Linked DNA regions of Mus musculus: region 2 is linked to region 1. A link is a contact called in public HiChIP or PLAC-seq data. All regions are on one chromosome and are shown on one strand. Each heading gives the region's core, a stretch centred on a gene start, on an enhancer-like site or on the middle of the called end of the contact. The rest is flanking DNA. Distances are from core to core; before and after follow the strand shown. Region 1 overlaps Pde4b (phosphodiesterase 4B, cAMP specific). Region 2 has its middle 66 kb from the start of Gm52667.

Region 1 (2,883 bases), core at 332-2,831:
ACAGCACTTTAGAAAGCCTGGCTAGGCTGGGTGAACGGCCTATTGGAGGAGATTCGGCTGAAGTAAAAAGACTAGGTAGGCTGGAGGGTAGGCTGGAGAAGGCTGCTCTACCTAGCTTTCTAGCTAGAAGGACTGTGGAGGGAGGGCTGAGGCCGGTGAGGCAACAGCCCCCTTGTAGTGAAAGGCCTATGAGCTGTTTTGCGAGCTGCAGGTGAGCAGTGCTTCAAAACATCCTGTAGGGAGACCATCAAGAGGTGTCTGGTTTGCAAACCATCTCAGGAGCTTGAGAGTTAGTAGCATTAACACCTTCAGAAAGAAAGACAACACTAGAGAACCTAACTAAGCAAGCAGCTAGGGGCAACTGTGGCCTCCTGTGCATATAATCTCAAGAGCATGGACTGACAGCAGTGAAGGCTTGGTGGGCAATTAATAAATATTTGCAAATTGCCTGACAGGGCTTAGTGGATGCTTGTGGGATGAGGCAGAGAAAAGCTTTCCACCGGGCCAGCATGCTGCATCTGGAATTAACATCGTTCATTAACGATTAGGCTCTTCCGTCTGTTACACACAGCAATGTCCGTGAAAGCATTTTGTAACTATACTATACAATAGAAACATAAGTTGTACAGACTGCAATAGGGCCAGTCATACAAATCTTAAAGAGGCAGAAGACAGGCAGGCAACTGCCTAATTACCATAATAAAGATCCACTACTGAGGGCTACCTCATTGCTCACAGAACCCCGTATGCAGATGAAGAAGTTAAGACACAGCTTGTTTAACTCTCATGGATGATAATACTATCTTAGAAACAAGACAACACTGGCCAGAGGCAGTAGGTGTGCTTCCAATGACTGCAGTTCTAATCTGTAGAAGACAGGCTCAAGGCAACTATTAGTGCAAGACAATTCCACATATTGTAATGAAACAGAGAAATGGGGAGTAAGTTAAAACTCAGAGTATGGTGGTAAGAATCAGCATTTTTTATTGCATTTTAAAAAGCCATTTCATGGTTAAGATATGACCTACACACTCAATTCCAAGATCCAATTGCAAGATGTCATTCCATACTTGGGAGTCCTCAAGTTAGTTTGTAAGGGTGTAATGTTCCAATTCTGTCACTAGAGGGTGCTTGTGTAACAGTTCTGAAAATTCCACTTTGCTGTTGAGATGCTTAAACTGCTTTCTCCAGTGAGCTGGGAAATCAACCAGTCAATCGATCAATCAATCAATCAGTTTCCATAGTCAAATATTTTTCTATTGCAATTGAAGTCTATTCTTAACTTACAAAATAACATATTATGATTTCAAAATAGTTTTGTAATCTAGATTTTTTGTTTGTTTGTTTCATTTTACTTAGTTTCTTCCTTGATACTTGCTCTACATCTGCTTATATCTCTATTGGCTATTATTTGACCTACAGCATTAGGTTAGTCACTCTAACGATCTTACAGAGCCAGTGCAGGTGATCTGCCAATATACCTCCTCCCTCCCCGCAAAGTTTCTGAATATCCTGCTGTCAGAACTCCAAAAGGAAGTCCCCTGGGAAAGCTTTGCTGATGCTGTGCTGTGCTGTGTTGTGCTGTGTTGTACTGAGCTGTGCTGAGCTGCGCTGAGCTGTGCTGTGCTGTGCTGTGCTGTGCTGTGCTGTGCTGTGCTGAGCTGTGCTGTGCTGTGCTGTGCTGTGCTGTGCTGTGCTGTGCTGTGTGTGCTGTGTGTGCTGTGCTGTGCTGAGCTGTGCTGTGCTGTGCTGTGCTGTGCTGTGCTGTGCTGTGCTGTGCTGTGCTGTGCTGTGCTGTGTGTGCTGTGTGTGCTGTGCTGTGCTGCCCTGTGCTGTGCTGCGCTGCGCTGCACTGCGCTGTGCTGTGTGTGCTGTGCTGTGCTGTGCTGTGCTGTGCTGTGCTGTGCTGAGCTGTGCTGTGCTGTGCTACGCTGCGCTGGGCTGGGCTGGGCTGGGCTGGGCTGGGCTGGGCTATGCTGTGTTATGCTGTGTTGTGCTGTGTTGTACTGAGCTGTGCTGAGCTGTGCTGTGCTGTGCTGTGCTGTGCTGAGCTGTGCTGTGCTGTGCTGGGCTGCGCTGGGCTGCGCTGGGCTGCGCTGGGCTGCGCTGCGCTGGGCTGGGCTGGGCTGGGCTGGGCTGGGCTGGGCTGGGCTGGGCTGGGCTGGGCTATGCTATGTTATGCTGTGTTGTGCTGTGTTGTACTGAGCTGTGCTGTGTTGTACTGAGCTGTGCTGTGCTGTGCTGTGCTGTGCTGTGCTGTGCTGTGCTGTGCTGTGCTGTGCTGTGCTGTGCTGTGCTGGGCTGGGCTGTGCTGGGCTGCGGTGGGCTGCGCTGGGCTGCGCTGGGCTGCGCTGGGCTACGCTGGGCTGTGCTGCGCTGTGCTGTGCTGTGCTGTGCTGCGCTGTGCTGTGCTGTGCTGTGCTGTAGTGTGCTGTGCTGAGCTGCGCTGTGCTGTGCTGTGCTGTGCTGTGCTGTGCACCCTCTTTAATTGTGAATTTCTATAGTCATACTCCCTCTCCAGATCACTTGCCCCACATCAGCTCCATGTGAGTTGATATGCCTGTGTCTTATTGGATGATTTGACACCCAGCTCAGTGTGTGTTGCACTGTCTGTCTCCCTAAATGACTTGACTTCCATTCCGTAATTAAACACCAGATATCCAGGGTCACTGAAGATCTGCATAACTCTGAATCAATTTCCCTGGGCTCCAACTCACCCTTGCATATTATGAACTATGTCAGCTTTATCTCGAAAATCTGGACAGGAAGATCTTTCACCCATCTGGACGTTTGCCATATGAAAATGCAGGCAGTTGGGGTGCAAGTTACCACATGCCATTTCTAACAATCATTTCTGACTCCATTTTTATTCTCTCTGCTTTT
Region 2 (2,955 bases), core at 358-2,857, 140 kb after region 1:
CCCAGTATGCTCTTCCTCCACCTCCAACCCCCACCCAGCCTAGACCATCCTGTTCCTCTCCCCAGTCACCTCAGTCCTTCTATTCTACTTCTCTCTGGAGAGATCCATGCATCTCACCTTGAGCCCCCTTTGTTACTTAGCTGAGAGAGGGGAATTCTTTTTTCTTAAACATTCTTTTTTATTAGTAATTTTATTTATGTACATTTCAAATGTTAACCCCCTTTCCAGTTAAACTCCCTACCTCCTCCCCCATCACCCCTGCTTCTATAAGGGAGCTCCCCCACCCACTCACCCCCATCTCACCACCATAGCGTTTTCTTGTGTTGGAGCATCAAGTCTCCACAGGACCAATTGATGCTAGATAAGGCCATCCACCACTACATACGCAGCTAGAGCCATGGGTCCCTCCATGTGTACTCTTTGGTTGGTGGTTTAGTCCCTGGGAGCTTTTTTGGGGGGGGTCTGGTTGGTTGATATTGTTGTTCTTCCTGTGGGGTTGCAAACCCCTTCAGCTCCTTCCCCTAACTCCTCTCCAATGGGGTCCAAGAGAGGAATTTGGTGATGGGCTGTCAGCAGCCAACACTGATAATCCTGAAAGGATTTTAGAATCCTAAATGGAACCGAAAAGAAAGCAGATGCCCAGGAGCTGTTCACTAAGGTGACAGAACAAAGGGTCATGTGCTCAGGACAGCGACCTTCAATGCTTCCCCCTCTCTTAGAAATTCATGCACCTCTTACTGAGCATTCATTGTCCGGCCAATGTGTCCAGCATGTTGCATGGATTTGTATGTCATCAGACAGAACCCCCCCCCCCCCACCATAGGTATTATCATCTTCCTTTTCTGATGAAGAAATCAAGGTCCCTGATATGTTCAGAAGCCTAGAAAAGTGTTTAATACGTATAAGATGTGTTTGTCTCTAAGGTCAATCCAACCTAAAGACTGTTTCCCAACAGCTTTCTCTCTATGGTTGTGAATTATGCTGCTGCTCTCAGGGGAAGGCATCAGTCTCTGCCCACCCAGCCCTTACTTCAAGGCAATGGTTTTTTCTACCACAGTGTGAGATTCCTTTCTAGCTCTCCACAATTCTCTTGTTGGCTTGATTAAAAAAAAAATGAATTTTTACTTTATTCCAACCAAAGTTCCATAGAATACAGTCCTTTGAATAAATATGATTTCAGGCATTCAATATATTGGGGGCCCACTATGTGCTGGCTGTGTGTGTATATTCTCTTAGACAGCCCTAGAGGATGAGAGTTTTTATCCTGGTTTTACGAATGAGGAAAACAGAGGCTTAGACAATTCAATAACTTCCCCCCATGATCAAACAGCTTAGGTTTAAACACAGATCTGCCCTGCATTGACAGAGCTATGTTCCCTCCCTCTCTGTTATTAAACAAATATGTATTAAGGTCCTACGTGCTGCCAGCACTCTGTAGGAATGTTCAGGGAGAAAGCTGTGTCTGGGACACGTGAGTGCCATGCAGCCTTCTCGGCGGTTGTGTTGTGGATAAGCAGCTACAAACACGGGGCTCACGGAAACTCTGAGTGAAGTGGTCAGTGAGGAATGTGGGCCAGCAGAACGTGGTTGCTTCTGGAAACAGCAGCTGCTCAGCCGCAGCCGGATGTTGTTACATGAGAGCATCAACCCAAATGGCCCCTTCCTTGCTTGAAGAGTAGCCACAAATCTGTATTTTATGTGAACTATCTCAATACCTTAAAATTGCAGGCTATTCCAAACCTGCAATCATAGTTACAGTGGATATAACAAGAGGTCTGGGTGGAACAGCAGCCACGGGAGTCACCAATGTCATCGGACCCTGACGCGCACCACCAACTCAGATGAATTCACATCTGTCTCCTGTGGAAAGATCTAATTGGAAGACTATGTAAATTCAACACACTCAGAGATTTTGCCCACATTCTAAGATGTTTCACTCATCTCCATGTCTCCAAGTTTTCTCGACAGAAGACCCCCTCCAGCCTCTGCAGGATCTTGCCCTCACTCACCAGTGCTCTATTCTTTCCCTGAGACTGAGTTATCCCCTGACCTTCTGGCAGGAAATGACTCGATTGTTGGTGTTTGCAAACAGCAATACAAGGCTACGTGACCACCGCTCACAACCTCCTGTCCCTTCTCATTCCTACTGCCACCAGATGGTTCTGAGATAATGCCACGTCTTTCCTGCAAAAAAATATAACATCCCCTAACCATTCTACTAGCCCATCTGACCACACGAGGAAGGCAGTATGTCAACACCACCCACTCACTATCCTTGCTTCCCCTCTCTTATCTTTTGAGAACGAGTGAGAGGCCGTGCTCTGGTCACATTCCAAAGAGTCAATCATATACCATGCAGAGAGTTCAGGGGCTCACGTAGACAGTATCAGTGTGTAGACTTAGAGTTCCGGCCCACCCAGGGATGTTTGTAGTATGTTTGGGACTGCCCTGTCCCTACCAAAATGACCTGTGATGCCAATCTCACTCCTTTCCTCAGCTGCTTCTATCAGAGTTTCTAACCAAGCACATCACTTATAGTTCTCCTGAGAGACAAAACCATCTCACAACCTGTATCCCAAACCAGGCTTCGATATCTTCTTCCAGCCCCTCCGCTGGCCTTCAGTACAACTCCAATAGCATTGATACGCCACTAGCTTTGCTGATAACATAGCATATATTAGTTAGTAGTAGACAGAACAATCCAGGTGACCTGGGATTATTATAGGCTAGAAGAAGCAGCTTGCCATTTGGAATCACTACCTTCTTTAGAGTAAACAGTGCTCTGAAGACCCTAGAAAACTCAGTGGATGCCTGAGTACATTGTTGGCATGGGCAGACGCTGGAGCTTAAAATCATATATTTGATTTATAAATTCCCTTCAAACAGGATATATGTTATCGTTTGAAAGGTTTTCAAGGGACTAATTTGGATCATGAAATGGGAAGCAAGTCATTT

What was found. HiChIP or PLAC-seq counts read pairs in DNA pulled down with a chosen protein or histone mark.
Region 2: an H3K27ac HiChIP or PLAC-seq map of heart atrium shows a contact between it and region 1, with 5 read pairs. The contact joins two enhancer-like sites. A contact is called at or near these places in 7 of 39 promoter capture datasets (the 3T3-L1 cell line, HPC-7-derived erythroid cells, hippocampal neurons and 3 more), 3 of 15 datasets of contacts at CTCF or cohesin (CD8 T cells, large pre-B cells and pro-B cells), 50 of 484 Hi-C or Micro-C datasets (the 3T3-L1 cell line, 3T3-L1-derived adipocytes, B cells and 28 more) and 14 of 115 datasets of contacts at active chromatin or transcription factors (the 230-238 cell line, CD8 T cells, the HPC-7 cell line and 10 more).

Annotation. Positions count from the first base shown.
Region 1 is chr4:102,492,405-102,495,287 of GRCm38.p6, forward strand. All of the region lies in intron 2 of Pde4b (phosphodiesterase 4B, cAMP specific), which reads left to right. Among named protein-coding and RNA genes, the nearest start is that of Gm52668, 22 kb to the right of the region's middle. Within about 2 kb of position 1,582, at least 40 of the 459 cell types and tissues checked have an H3K27ac peak or open chromatin away from gene starts, as enhancers often do. A contact at or near this core is called in group 2 innate lymphoid cells, heart atrium, memory CD8 T cells and 2 more, where this site is marked.
Region 2 is chr4:102,633,939-102,636,893 of GRCm38.p6, forward strand. No RefSeq gene overlaps it. Among named protein-coding and RNA genes, the nearest start is that of Gm52667, 66 kb to the left of the region's middle. Within about 2 kb of position 1,608, at least 55 of the 459 cell types and tissues checked have an H3K27ac peak or open chromatin away from gene starts, as enhancers often do. A contact at or near this core is called in group 2 innate lymphoid cells, heart atrium, memory CD8 T cells and 2 more, where this site is marked.